2 separate regions of the Xenopus laevis genome follow, and region 2 is linked to region 1. A link is a contact called in public Hi-C data. All regions are on one chromosome and are shown on one strand. Each heading gives the region's core, a stretch centred on a gene start, on an enhancer-like site or on the middle of the called end of the contact. The rest is flanking DNA. Distances are from core to core; before and after follow the strand shown.

Region 1 (7,000 bases), core at 2,503-5,002:
TATCCCTCTTAAGGACTGGAGTCCAAAACTGCACTGCATACTCCAGATGAGGCCTTACCAGGGACCTATAGAGGCATAATTATGTTTTCATCCCTTGAGTTAATGCCCTTTTTTATGTAAGACAGAACTTTATTTGCTTTAGTAGCCACAGAATGACACTGCCCAGAATTAGACTACTTGTTATCTACAAAGACCCCTAAATCATCATCATTTAAGGAAACTCCCAACACACTGCCATTTAGTGTATAACTTGCATTTATATAATTTTTGCCAAAGTGCATAACCTTGCATTTATCAACATTGAACCTCATTTTCCAGTTTGCTGCCCGGTTTTCCAACTTAAACAAATCATTCAGCAAAGTGGCAGCATCCTGCATGGAACCTATAGTTCTGCACAATTTAGTATCATCTGCAAAAATAGAAACAGTACTTTCAGTACTGTGTGGCTGATTTGTTATGAGCACTACCAATGCGTACCACTTGTATCATTACTTGATTTATGCTTTCAAATTGGCTGCAGGGGGTGATCATCTTGTAACTATGTTAAACCATCTTTCCAAGACCATGCACAGTGTGGTCTGGCTTCAGTTGGAATGGTTAATCATCATGAATTATGAAAATAGCACAAGTCAAATAATATCTGCCAGAAGCCGATACAGCAAGACTGATTAATAATCAGAATATGCATACTGCACTGGGTCCTGTTATGTCATGTAATCTAATGTGGATTTTATAGTTTTTGTATTGTTTAATACAAACTTTTTCCAACTATGCAGAACCAGTGGAGGCAGCAAAATAATCCTTCAATGTGAATCCCAGTTTATCTGTTTAAATCTGGCTCCATGATTTTTGTCCATGCCACTGGAGTTGGAAACATTAAAAGGATGTAAAGGCAAAAATAAAATCCAATATGAATCTCTACACAGTCGCCGACTGTTCTACAGGGAAACAAACAAAGCTTCTTGAGTTCTGCACCGCTGGGAAGTAAGGTGGGTGGGGAGGATCCCCCCTTGCAGTTTGAAAGTATGATTGTTTCCCTGCAGAGCAGCTAGGGACCGTTTGATGTTTCCTATCCACAGCAGTCAGAGCAAGTAAAACAAAGGGGAAATTGCACTGCACACAGTCAGGTTTCTTACGAAAACAGTACAAATTTTTTAATAAAAGTACATTGGAGATACAGTAGGTTTCTTTTTCATTAAAGAAAGTAAAATTTTAATTTTTTTGCCTTTACATCCCCTTTAAGTTACCAGATCCCAAAAAGGCTTCTGAGCTTGCCAAGTGTCTTTTAATGGTGTGAAACTGCCCTTATTAACCCTGAACTCAGAAAGCCCTGGCTGCCCTCGATTGGTTGGTAGCTCTAGAGTTTCACCCAGACTTGCACCCACTGAACTGATGCAAACATTGTTTAGAATGCACCAAAAGTCACACAATTTGCAGCACCAATACACATGAACAATTGCGTCTGTTTTGCCACATTGCAGAGGACGAAATTTGGATCAAGGAAGGAATTATGGGGACACCTGCATTACGGGTATAAACATAGTGATTGCATTCTAAATTGCACTTTGCACATGCATTAATCAATGACCCCAATAGTGTTTGTGAAACAACATTTAAGGACATATTTACATGGTAAATTTGTGTTATAAAGGAAAACACTTCTGTCCATCAAAGTCAACCTTTTCATGTATGCCTAAGCAGCAGTGGGGGGGGGGGATAAATCAGTGCCAACCCTGATGTGCCCATTCAACAGCAACCCGTTTATAAATCAAAACGCTGTGGCATTTAGACTATTCAGAGATGGGGTTGGGGTTTCTGTTTTGGCTCAGTAAAGCAATCTCCTTTATTACCTACAATGCAGCAACGTTGCAAAGCAGGGTTGCCAGGTTGGCTATTTTCCAGCCCCTACTAATTTATAGCTCAGGTACGGGGCCTTTGGCTGGTTTGTACTTTGGAAACCAGACAGTTTTTTCTTGCCCTAATGTGCCAAGCCTGTGTCTCCCAATGCATGCTGGTAATGTAGTTTTTGTTTAACAATTTGCCAACTGTTTAAGTTCAATGTAAGACTACAATACCCAGCATGCAATGTGACTGGCTTGTGTAGAAGTTAGGAGTTACCAGATTTTGGGCTCTCTACCCAGTCTCCCAACACTCAAGCATTCTCACGTTTTCCAGTGACTTTCCTCAATTTCAGCTAATTCTGGGGCAAAAATCTGCTGGCCACCAAAATGTCTAGAGGATGAGCAGATTTACCAATATTTATTGAGATCGCATATGAATTAAGGCCTTATGGGGCCCCTATACCTCCTGGGCCCCCCTCTGTAGTTATACCCCTGGCGACGGGCAAATCTGTCCCATTTTGCTTCATAGAAAAACTTGAAAAAGGAGTATTTTCACATATATTCATTTATTTTTAGACTTTTTTTCATCCCACATATTGTGCTATTTGTCGGTTACATTTGAAGTGCCTCTTGGTTAGTTTTGGGCTTGTTTTGTAGCCGTCTTTGGCTGGTTTTGAAAATTATACCTGGCAACAACCCTAGTACCAAGCACCAATCTCTATGACCATACCCATATGGAACGCATTTTAGGACATCCAGCAGCAAAAATACCTGTCCTGCATGCAATCTCCTATGCCTTCGGAATGTCGAATCGGTTGCTTTTACCGTCACTCATCGTCAAAATCTGCACGTGGATAAACAATTGCAGCAGCACTCCGATATGTGAAAAAAACTTTTTATTCGTGCAACAACGGCAATCACACCTCCGTCCTCTACCCTCCCTTCTCAGCCATCACTCATACGAACTCCGCCCTCAGCCCTCTTCCTTCCGCCCTTGTTCACTTTAGAAACTTAAAATAAAACTGTCGGCTGAAAAGAGAGATCTGAGGGGGGAGTGCTGAGGAAAGAGGGTGGAGCAGGCCGGACTGGCAATCTGCGGGTTCTGGCAAATGCCAGAGGGGCTGCTATAAGGTGCCATAGAAAGTCACTATTTAGTGGGCTGGGGGGGCTGATTGGGCCTCTGTGTATCTGAAATGCCAGGGCCTATTTTAATTCTCAGTCCAGACCTGGGGTACAGGCTGAGCAGGGTGGGCGGAAGGAGTTCGTATGAGTGATGGCTGAGAAGGTAGGGTAGAGGACGGAGGTGTGATTGCAGATTTGGACGATGAGTGACGATAAAAGCAACCGATGCGCCATTTCGAAGGCATAGGACATCGCATGAAGGACAGCTATTTCGCTGCAGGATGTCCTAAAATTAGGGTTGCCACCCGGCCGGTATTTTACCGGCCTTGCCGGTAAAACACCTGCTGGGGCCGGTATTACAAATTTACAGGCAATGTAGCTGCTGCTAATTTGTAATACCATTTACAAAATCCCCTGCCCGCCCGATGAAAACTTACATTTTCGTTGGCTTCGAGCGGTGGCCCCGCCCCCTTTGCAGCAGTACTCCACATGACCCGCCCCTTTAGTGACGCCACGCCCCATGGCTCCGCCTCTTTCGTCGCGCCCCGCATAGGCTCCGCCCCTTTTCGCGGCGCACCTCGCATAGGCTCCACCCCTTTTCGCTTTACGCCCCGCCCCTTTCTTTTACGCCCCCCCCACCATGGCCGGTATTTTTTTTTGTTTTAAAAGGTGGCAACCCTACCTAAAATGCGTTCCGTATACCCACCCACAAACAGAATACAGCTGCTGTATACTCGCTAAAGCAATATCTAACACCCACTACTCGCCGTATCTGCCATTCCCCTCACTGCACCGACTCCAGCAGGCAAGCACCTAGCAACTTGCAGAAAAACAACCCAGAAACGCCTTCAGCCGAGCCTTTAGCTACACGCAAACACGTATTGACGTCACGCGCAGGCGCATCGGCAATTAACATGGCGGCGCTCTGCTGGTGCTTTTAGTCAGCGCTTCTTGTAAAAATATAATCCCGGAACAGGCCCTTTATCACGGGAATTGTCCCTGGGTATTTTATCAGTGTATTTAAGCAGGGGGATGTCGAGTGGCAATGATCTGAAGGGGAAGAGTGTGGAACAACTGCTGGAGATCCTAGAGAGACAAGAGAAGCTCGTGAATAACAGGTAAATAGCGGTGTGTGCATGAGCTCAAGTCCTAGTCCTACTGTGCGCTCTCATGGTTACATGGAGCCAGTTACCTTTGCACTCACTCATTTGCTAGCGAGCACTTCCCCCCACACTGGATAACACTCCATTCATTGGCTGCATAGGGGTAGTAAGGAATAAAGGGCACGGTGCTGTACATTCACCCACACTGCGTCTCACTGGATAAATGGTGTGGCACAAGTAAACAACAGCTACTTATTATATGCCATTATATGCCATGCTGGACCTTTCACTTCTTGCCTCTGATACTGACAGGGAAACCCTGAAATGAGGCTCAGGGCTGCTGCAAAGACCAATGATGTCCAGGCTCCCTTTAATTACAGCACATTCTGTATCACCAGCAAGGTTTTTAACTGATCTAGACTGTTTCCCGTTTTTACAAAAAGATTGGAAAGTCTTTAATGTTCTAAAACAATGCTTCCTTATTCTATACCGATAAAAAAGTGGATTTGTTTTGTTTTTATTTTTGTAGTAGTAGTTTGTCAATGGGTGACCATGAGCAGCACAGACCCTACATGGGAAATGACGCTTATTAAGCAAACGGCTAGCACAAAGCACCATCAATGTCACCAGAAAATGAATACAACTGCTGGTTTGTTGTTTGTATAAATAGCTAGAAACAGAACGCAAAAGGAAAAGAATAGAGAAATTCCACTGAGACTGTACTTTGGCTGCAATCATACCAAGGCACCCAGAGAAGCAGACAGCAATGCTAACTACTGTGCATTTGGGGGAAAGTTATTGAAAAGTGAAAGCTCATTTTCAAAACTTATTGAGCAGATCTATGCTGTGCTAGTTAATACAAAGTTTTCTTTTTGGAGTTCTGCAGCCTAATGTATCCTGAACCAGTGGTTCTCGCAGTTGATTTTGAGTTACCAACTGTTTGTATTCAACCTTCTTGTTACGTTCCTTTTTACATTTCTCCAGCTTTCACATGTTCAAATGTTGGTCTCCCATTCTTACAGTATTTTTTATGTCCAGTCCTTTTATCCCCAGTAACACTTATTCTATTTTCACTTCTAGACCCTGTTTTAATCACTTTGCCCCATATCCCAGTCATCCTGTACTTCCTGCTATGGATTAGTGCAGCAACCAAAATTTGCTTATAGGTTCTACCCTGTTTATAATTCACTGTTCATAACTATTAAAAACTCTCTTTTTAATTTAGGAAGTTTCTTGCCCGACTGCCTGACAAAGGAAAAAAAATTTTGGAGTTTACTGAAAAAGTGCGACTTGCTATTGCAGAGAGTCAGGCGTTGAAAAGAACAGGAGATCTTATAGCTGCATTCAAAGGGGACTTCCAAGCAGCTCAAACCAGGGAAAATAAGACCAGTGAAAAAGTGGAAGTGGGTTCACCTTTAAAAACTTGGGCACTTAACACTCATTTAGCTGAAGAAACGCTCAGCTCTTCTCAAAATATAAATATTGTTGCTGGTCCACAAAATCCCACTGAAGAACCTTCTAGATCTTACTCTATTAAGACTGAAATAACTGCAGACCACAAAGATGATCTTACCTTCAATGCTGACACATTGGCTAATGATTTAAAGAACATTCATATTAAAGATGGTGTGGAAGAAACAAACCGGAGTGCACCACCAACAACATCATCTATGCAGGGAATAAATCCACCCTTTTTAAATGCAGCAAAGACAAAACTTCACTATGTTGAAGTACTAGAAAACAGAGCACATAGGCCAATTAAAAAAAAGGAAAAATACATGCCCAGCAGGTAAGTAAAAAAACTCATAGTTAACATTTAATTAATCTCTGCCTTGTGTGTGCGCATGTTGGTAAAAGTAAAACTTGTTTGACTTTAAAATGTATGGGGCATATGTATTTTATTAAAACTGCTTCACAGTGTTTAGAATTTTTTTCACATTTATTAAATGAGAATGAAAGGTAAACTTTAACCTTAAGCTCAGCTTCTCAACAGCTGCTCAGAGCCCACTGAGCATGTGAGTGTTGCAGACATTTTGTAAAAGATGGTGACCCCCCTGTGACAAGTTTGAAGTCCTGGACCATTGCTGCTATTAAAAATGGCAATAAAATATGGCATTTTTAGCCATATTCATCTTTTGGGTTTAGTTCTCCTTTAAAAGCAGAGAGGCACAGTGGGGTGACTGACTTTTTGACTTCTGTTTCCTCTGCTCACTGTCATAATTGGCAACCAGGGCGATGCCCACTTCACACAAGGAACATATTGGCTTCAAGTGTGCATGTACGATCACTTTCAGAGAACAGAGGAAATCAAGCAGCCAATCATGGCAACTGCTAACCCCCCCCCTGGGAAGTTTTTTTTGCATCCATGCAGGAAAGCAGGGCAATTGTGATGTTATAGCTCAGCATTACAATTGGGCTTTAACACCTCTCTGAATAATCATTTTTCCGACAACTCATTATGTGATGGAATAAATCCTTGCAGTATGGAAAACTGATTAAATTTTTTGTAGAATTGATAGGTTTATTCCCACTCCCAGGGCTGGTGCTCCTGTTGGAAAAAGTACACTGGCCCAGGTAGCTTAAATCACAGCAAGGTAGTATCTTGCCATGCTTACTAGATCACAGACTTGGACTAAGATTTGTAGTATTGTGAATTTACATGATTTTAGGCCACTGCTCTTCTTTGAGCAGCAGGGGGGCTGTACCTTTGTTGTCCTTGATCAGCTCTTGCACAGTCTGTACTGCATATGTGTAGGGGATGGAATTGGAGGGGTTATGCTTAAAGGGATACTGTCATGGGAAAAAATCTTTTTTTCAAAATGAATCAGTTAATAGTGCTGCTCCAGCAGAATTCTGCACTGAAATCCATTTCTCAAAAGAGCAAACAGATTTTTTTATATTCAATTTTGAAATCTGACATGGGGCTAGACATAT
Region 2 (7,000 bases), core at 2,123-4,622, 62 kb before region 1:
GCATTTGCCAGAACCCACAGATTGCCAGTCTGGCCTGCCTTGTACTGTCAAAGTTTGCCAGTCTAAGGTTTAGTGTTTTAGTTTCTCCCTTATAGAGTTGTTTCTGCAACATAATCTCAAAAGAAGCCATGTCATGATCACTATCCCCTAAATGCTCCCCCACACAAATGCAAGAGATGTTAGATATTATTAGTTTTTACCAGGTCCAAAAGAAAATAATTCCTAGTAGGTTCTTGAACTAGCTGAAATAAAAAGTTGTCATTACGCATATTTACAAACCCATTAGCTTTTTCCGACTTGGCAACCCCATTAGCCCAGTCAATATGTGGATAATTGAAGTCACTCATAATAATAACTAGACCTAGTTGTGAAGCAGCCTCCATTTGTAATAGTAGTTGGGCCTTAATCTCGCCACTTATTTAAGGTGGTTTGCAGCATTAGGGTTGCCATCTGTCCCGTTTCGATCCGGACAGCTTGGTTTTTTGAAGGGCTGTCTGAGTCAAAACTGCCTACCCGGTTTTCCAAATTAGGAAAACAGGGCAGGATTCCCTATGATTGACACAACTATCGACCAATCACAGATTGCCACGTCTTAGACCCACTACTGATATCATGACCCAGCCCCCATCCTGCAATGATATCACAGCCCCGCCCCTGCCCGGAGTTAGACAGGCCAAAAAGTGGCAACCCTGTGTAGCATACACCAATGGTAATTTTCTTTGTAGCTTTTTGCCCGGAATTTCAACCCAAAGTGATTCCACACACTCCACAGAGCCATCCATGGTTATTTCTTTAGAGCACAGCTTTAATTCAGGCTCTACATAAAGACAACCCCTTTCAAATCTCTCTGTCCCTCCTAAAAAGTGTGTAGCCTTTTAAATTGCATAGAAAAGAACCACACGGGAACACAAGACTTGTATCAGATACAAGTCTCGTGTGCCAGTGTGGTTCTTTTCTATGCAGTTCATTGGGAGGTTGCCGTATCCTCCAATCACTGTGCACCGAGTGAACCCTAATATTTATACAACGGGTGTGCGAGTGTCCTCTTCAATTATAGCCATTTAAATTGACAGCCCAGTCACAGGTTTCATCCCACCAGCTCTCAGTGATACCAATTATAGAATAGTATTTAGCACATGCAATTAAGTGTATTAATTATTTTACTGATAAACATTAGTGGAACATAACTGGTGTCAGATATGGACTCATGTTTGTTGATATTTGTCTGTAGCATGGTTTTATTATTGATTGTGTTGCACTTGATCCTGTGTGTGCCCCTTGGTATGGGACAAGCCCTGGCAAGCACTATACAACTGATCTCAAACACTTCCCCCTTTTTGTGGAGTGTATGTTTTATTCTGTTTATTGTTACACAATAGAGAAGGAAGGTGTTTTAACCTTAAATCTTTTATTTTCCAGTCAGTGCAGTGCATAAATGTGATACGAATGTGTTGCCTGTGTTATGGGCCTCATCCTTGGTTACCAGATGTGTGATGGTGTGAAAGGAAGAAAGGATAATCTGGACTGTGCTACTGATTTCTATTTACAGTCATCACAGACAAACCAATCTGCTATATTAACAGTCCAATATTTGCTGTCAGAATATGAGCTGGAAGAAAAGATGCAAAAAACAGAGCCACTGTACGGTTTGCAAAATTCTCACCACCCTCAATATCTAAATGTTACATAAATTGTGAGACCTTGGTCTAAAGACGGAATTGGAATATTTAGCTGTTCATAGAAAAACAGCCACAAGATGGCAGCAGAGAAGACTAAAGTGCAGCCTGCACAACTGCTCATGTTTTTTACCTTCGATTTAGGTAGGTCAATAAAAAGAAATCTGGTACATACACCTGGGTTAAACTGGCCATAGACACAAAGATCCGATCATAGGAATCGAGGACAGCGTGGGGTCTCAGAAGGGTGCAGATCTGGGTTGGCAGGGCCCACCAAGTTTTAACCCAGTGTCCCACCAGCCTAGTCTGACCCTGGAGTTTAGAAACACAATATATAATGTTCTGAAAAATTCCCTTAGGCACATTGTATAGGCACATAATCTATTTTATTAACATATCAACTGCATGGTTGCAGAGTGTTTTATTCTTCATATATTAAAGGGGTATTTTTACTTTTAGATGAACTTTTAGCATATTATATAATGGTCTGTTCTTAGCAATTTTCTTATTGGTCTTTATTTGTATGGTTCTTATAATTACCTGCCTTTTAAAATTTCAATTTAAAATGCATATAGCTGATAGGAGTCATGTCTTAGCTTATATGGGATCTGACCAATCATCAATTCAAATATCACTGTCTGAGTTATACTAAAAGTGCATTTACCTTTAAGTGCCACAGCCCCCATTTTTACGGCACACTTATAACCCCAATTATTTACCCCATGTATATTGTGCAGTACAGACGGAATAACACTTGTCTTTGTGCTTCCAAGGCAGAAGAAAATCCACTTTGTTCATTAAAAAATATCTGTTGTATGAAAATATTGCACTGAACCTGAAATGAATGAACATATCAGTAATGGACTCTCCATCCTGCCAAATCCCCAAACACTTTGCTTGTAGGTTTTCCTTCCTGACTATCTGAATCTAGATCTCGCTTTCCTGACAATTTCCCCTCAATAACAAAGCTGTTCCCAGAAAAACAGTAATCGTTTTCAGTTGCTCCACGCTGCTTTGTCTTCTGAACATTAAACTCTGCACATAATACATGAACCTGTGCCAGGAAATGGCAGTTGCAGGGAGAATGACGCCCTTTTGTGTTAGCGCACGGGTGACAGTGCTGCTCAGGCATGCCCAGGCTATCAGTATATACATCAAAGAGCAGTGCAGTTAACTGGACACTCACAGGGATGACATTGATGGGAAACCTCTTTTCCTTCTCCTATACATACATTCATTTAATTAAAAATGTCTTAAATCAAAGTGGGTTATACAGCTGGGCTAGTCAGTAGACAGGGGAACTTCTGAACTATGATTCTCACCATACTTATAAGTATAAGGCTGACGTTCTCTTTCTCAGAGCCAAACAGACACACACACTCAAAAATTCTGGCTTGGTTGTAGGAATTTCAATGATGTATTAATAACCTGGCTGGGTTTGCATTTATTTTGCTATGGCCTGGACAGATTGGTCTCTTATCTTTACTTGTGTGTCTGGGTTTCTAAGAATCACCCTTGCATGCACCTTTTTCCTACAATTTACCCCATCCAGGGTGATCCATGGTCATCGTTGGACTGGGGGGGTCCATGGCCCACCAGGGCTGTTGCATTAGGGGGTACTGAACCCCCAGAGCCATGAAGTTTACCCGGGGCCACAACTTTCCTCCTCCCCGTCTCTCACCCAGAGTGTACCTGGTTGTGTGCCTGTTTTTCACTATTTGCTGCTGCGATCGGGGGGCCTGCGAGGTGTCAGGGGACAGCACAGCAGGAGTGGGTCTGGGTCAGCAGGGCCCATGAGGGATGGGGCCTACCAGGGTTTTTCCTGGTGTTCCACCAGCCCAGTCCAACCCTGTTCATGGTACTCTGATCAAAACAGGTTATCACAGATGAGGGATATAGGTACTGAATGTACTGTATCCCTGTAGGGTACCTCAGCAGCCTAGTGCGAATGTTTGGTGCTATGTACATGTAAAATATACACAACAGAACTGTTCATAATGCCTTCATTAATGTTCTAAAAGTTTGTCACAATTATTATCTTAGTTAGTGAATCAGCTAGATGGCTAGATACAACTTGGTATACAATACAGAGCCCTGCAGACATCATGTAACCTTTGATGCCCTAAAGGTGCAACAGTCCTTGTAAGAAATCATTCGCAGTAACCTGATTATTAGTGCTACTTTCCCATCAAGAATCCTTAATAAGGAATGCAGATTTAGGGCATATTTAATAACCAGTCTAAAGGGTCTTGTTGGTATTTGCAACTATTTGCAATTAATGGAAGTGTGATGGAATTTACTACAAGTACATGATCTATTATTTGGAATCTTTGTGGACTGGGGGGTTACAATGTTTCTGTAATTTTGTCACAATAAGTCTGCCAAAAATGATTTAATCATTTAATAATCCCAAATTGGATTGTTTTGCCATGAATATGAATTCATGCAGCTTAGTTAGTTTATTGTTACATAGAAAAAGGAAATAATTTAAAAAAAAAAAATTAGAATTATTTTTAGAATGGACTCTATGGGAGATTGCCTTCCCATAATTTGGAACTGGGCAGTCCCAGAAAAACACATGGCTTGGAAATCTGTATCCGTAGCTCTAAATTTGTCTCATCCATCTTTTTTGTGATGTCGTCACACTATAATATATCCCTTGCATAATAACATCAACATATTTGTTTTGGCTGGGTGACTCGCTATTACATCTAATTATCTGCTACTAAATCCAGCATGGTGTGTAGATTAACTAGATCATAATGAATGTAAGTAGAGACTGAAACCCAATCTATAAATACAAATATTTGAATAGCTGATGTTAATAATAGGCTTGCAAACACAACCCTTTTAATGGCTGCTCATCATATTGCAGTTGGTTTTAGACCTTAATGGAGAAATCTGTAGTATTGGTTGGTTCTGTACCCAAAGTGCAGAATGGAGTAACATTGCTAATTGTCTATATCATAAATGTCTTTAGATGTACATGTAATAATTCTTTTTTTGTATTCAAAACACTTAATTCTGCTAGAGCAGTGATCCCGAACCAGTAGCTTGTGAGCAACATGTTGCTCTCCAACCCCTTGGATGTTGCTCTCAGGGCCCTCAAAGCAGGTGCTTATTTTTTAATTCCAGGCTTGGAAGTTAGATTTAATTGCATAAAAACTAAGTATAGTGCCAAGCAGAGCCTCCTGTAGGCTGCCAGTACACATAGGGGCTACTAAATATCCAATCACAGCCCTTATTAGGCACCCCAAGGAACTTTTTCATGCTTGTGTTGCTCCCCAACTCTTTTTATATTTGAATTTGGCTCACTGGTAAAAAAAAAAGGTTGGGGACCCCTGTGCTAGAGCATTCTTAGTGTCTGAGCTCCCCTTGCAAACTATGGCTATATTAGTTACTGGGTATAGGTAAGATGTTCCATACCTCCCAGCTGTCTCTATTTAGAAGGGAAGTTTGTGGCAGCAGAATATGGCTAAAAGCTAGGCAGCACAGAATGAATTATACAATTACACAAGAAAATACCACTTTCAAGAAATACATGGAATACGTTTCATGCAGATGTGGTGGGTCTATCTAGAGGTAAGCAATTAACGGACAGACAAGATGGTCTATAGCTTCCACTGGTGTAACAATATCAGTCCCTAATGGATAATCACTATATAATGACTTTGTGGTTCTGAATAGAAAGTCTCTTTTTATACCATTCTTATACAGATGCAGTGCATTATAAAACTTTCTACACCTTTTCATTTTCTGAACTAATTAGCAAACTCTCATCAAATACACTTCAAAAGAATAAGAACAAAAATTCTTAATAAATCACCTCATCTTCCATTAAAGCAATCTTAAATGAGCTCAAATCCAAGCAAATGCTTAAACACAATATAATCCCCATGACTCATACATAATCTAAATGTTAATGAAACTATTTGTTCATCTCTAATGATAGTAACACCTGTACTATACCAAGTTTGGAATGGTGTGAATTGCATTCCAATAGAACTAATAATAATGATAAGCCTAAGAACCTGCCTTCCCAATAATAAAAAGACAAAAATGCAAACAGCAAATCCTTATTACTCCCCTCCGTCCTAAAGTCACATTACTAATGTAAATAGAAAAAAAGTATAAAAATGATGTCATAAACCTAGTTTGACCCTGTAAGTCTTTGGTCATTTTGATCTTGCTCAATGTATGTTGAAACGAAATATTGTATAGATCAAAAAGAACAGAACTGAAGAATCTATGCCACTGGCATGGTGGTCCTTTCATATTCACGACAGAGATTTTACTTAGCCTGGTGCATAATGTACAAATAAATTCCATAAATATAAAGACAGGAAAAAGTCAACAGAGACTGGCCAAATGAATAAGAAATGCAAGACAAAGCTATTTTAATATTCTATACTGTACATTGCTTATATGTGGCTAAAAGAAAAATAATTAATGGAGACTAAACCATCAATGTTTAGGTCATTTATTTATGGGACTCAACCAATAAAATGAATACAATACATTACTGCCATTAGATAACACTGAAAATCTTGATCTTTTACATGTTAGCAGGTTCCCTATGGGTTACTCGACTCCCTTTTGTGAAAGAAAATAAATCAATGAACAGACAAGAGATGAAGGACAGGCAGCAAGTTTGACAATCCGGGGAAAAGCTCGGAAAAGGTTGACACCAGCCCCAGAGAGGCACGAAACGAGCAGATGTAATAGTTGTACAATAATTAATTTTATCTAATGGTGATCTATGATCTGTGATTGTATTCAAGTTGTTACTGGCTCACCATTCTCCTTTCCAGCAGCTAGTTCAGGGTTTTGGTGCCTCGGACACCATTTTCAGGTTTTAGTATTAGTGTTAATTGTATCTAAATATATTAGGGGCTATATTAGCACCACCTGTTCTGGGATTCCCCTGATATATATAAAGCCCTTAAGTGTCCGTTGTAAGGCTGAACTATGGAAAAGTGTGTGGCTTTTGTCAAAGCCAAGTCCCTGGAGATTATTTTGTGTACTTTTTTCAACATTTTTAACCTTTTAATCCTTGAACTTGTAGTCAGGGCAAGTGGCACTACAGCTTCATAATCCTTTGCTGTACAGGAAGAAGTAATATATCGACATTATTTCCCTCAGTGGAGGGTCATGCTCACCTCACTTTCAGAGGAATCTCGAGATATGAACATCGAGCAGTTTTACAACAGAACTTGGCTCAGGGTACTGATCAGAGGGATCACGTAGGTTGTTATAAGCTTTTCCTTTGTAGTGAAGAGTAACATGGGCCTTTTTGGGTACCTTTATTAATGTTTGTATTCATT

Evidence for each region. Hi-C and Micro-C count contacts between places; a contact is called where the count stands out from the background.
Region 2: a contact with region 1 is called in a Hi-C map of the XTC cell line, with 1.9 times the contacts expected there. The contact joins the enhancer-like site here to the promoter of LOC108711365 in region 1. A contact is called at or near these places in 2 of 4 Hi-C or Micro-C datasets (the XL177 cell line and the XTC cell line).

The regions. Positions count from the first base shown.
Region 1 is chr3L:105,111,901-105,118,900 of Xenopus_laevis_v10.1, reverse strand. LOC108711365 (DNA-directed RNA polymerase II subunit GRINL1A) reads left to right here and starts at 3,752. Exons shown (of 4, transcript XM_018253031.2): 1 at 3,752-4,081; 2 at 5,292-5,855. The coding sequence starts at 3,996. LOC108711366 (a long non-coding RNA gene) reads right to left here and starts at 3,597. Exons shown (of 4, transcript XR_001934884.2): 1 at 3,401-3,597.
Region 2 is chr3L:105,173,238-105,180,237 of Xenopus_laevis_v10.1, reverse strand. The region is part of intron 2 of LOC108711366 (a long non-coding RNA gene); the gene reads right to left. Among protein-coding and RNA genes, the nearest start is that of LOC108711364, 12 kb to the right of the region's middle. Within about 2 kb of position 3,372, at least 1 of the 7 cell types and tissues checked has an H3K27ac peak or open chromatin away from gene starts, as enhancers often do.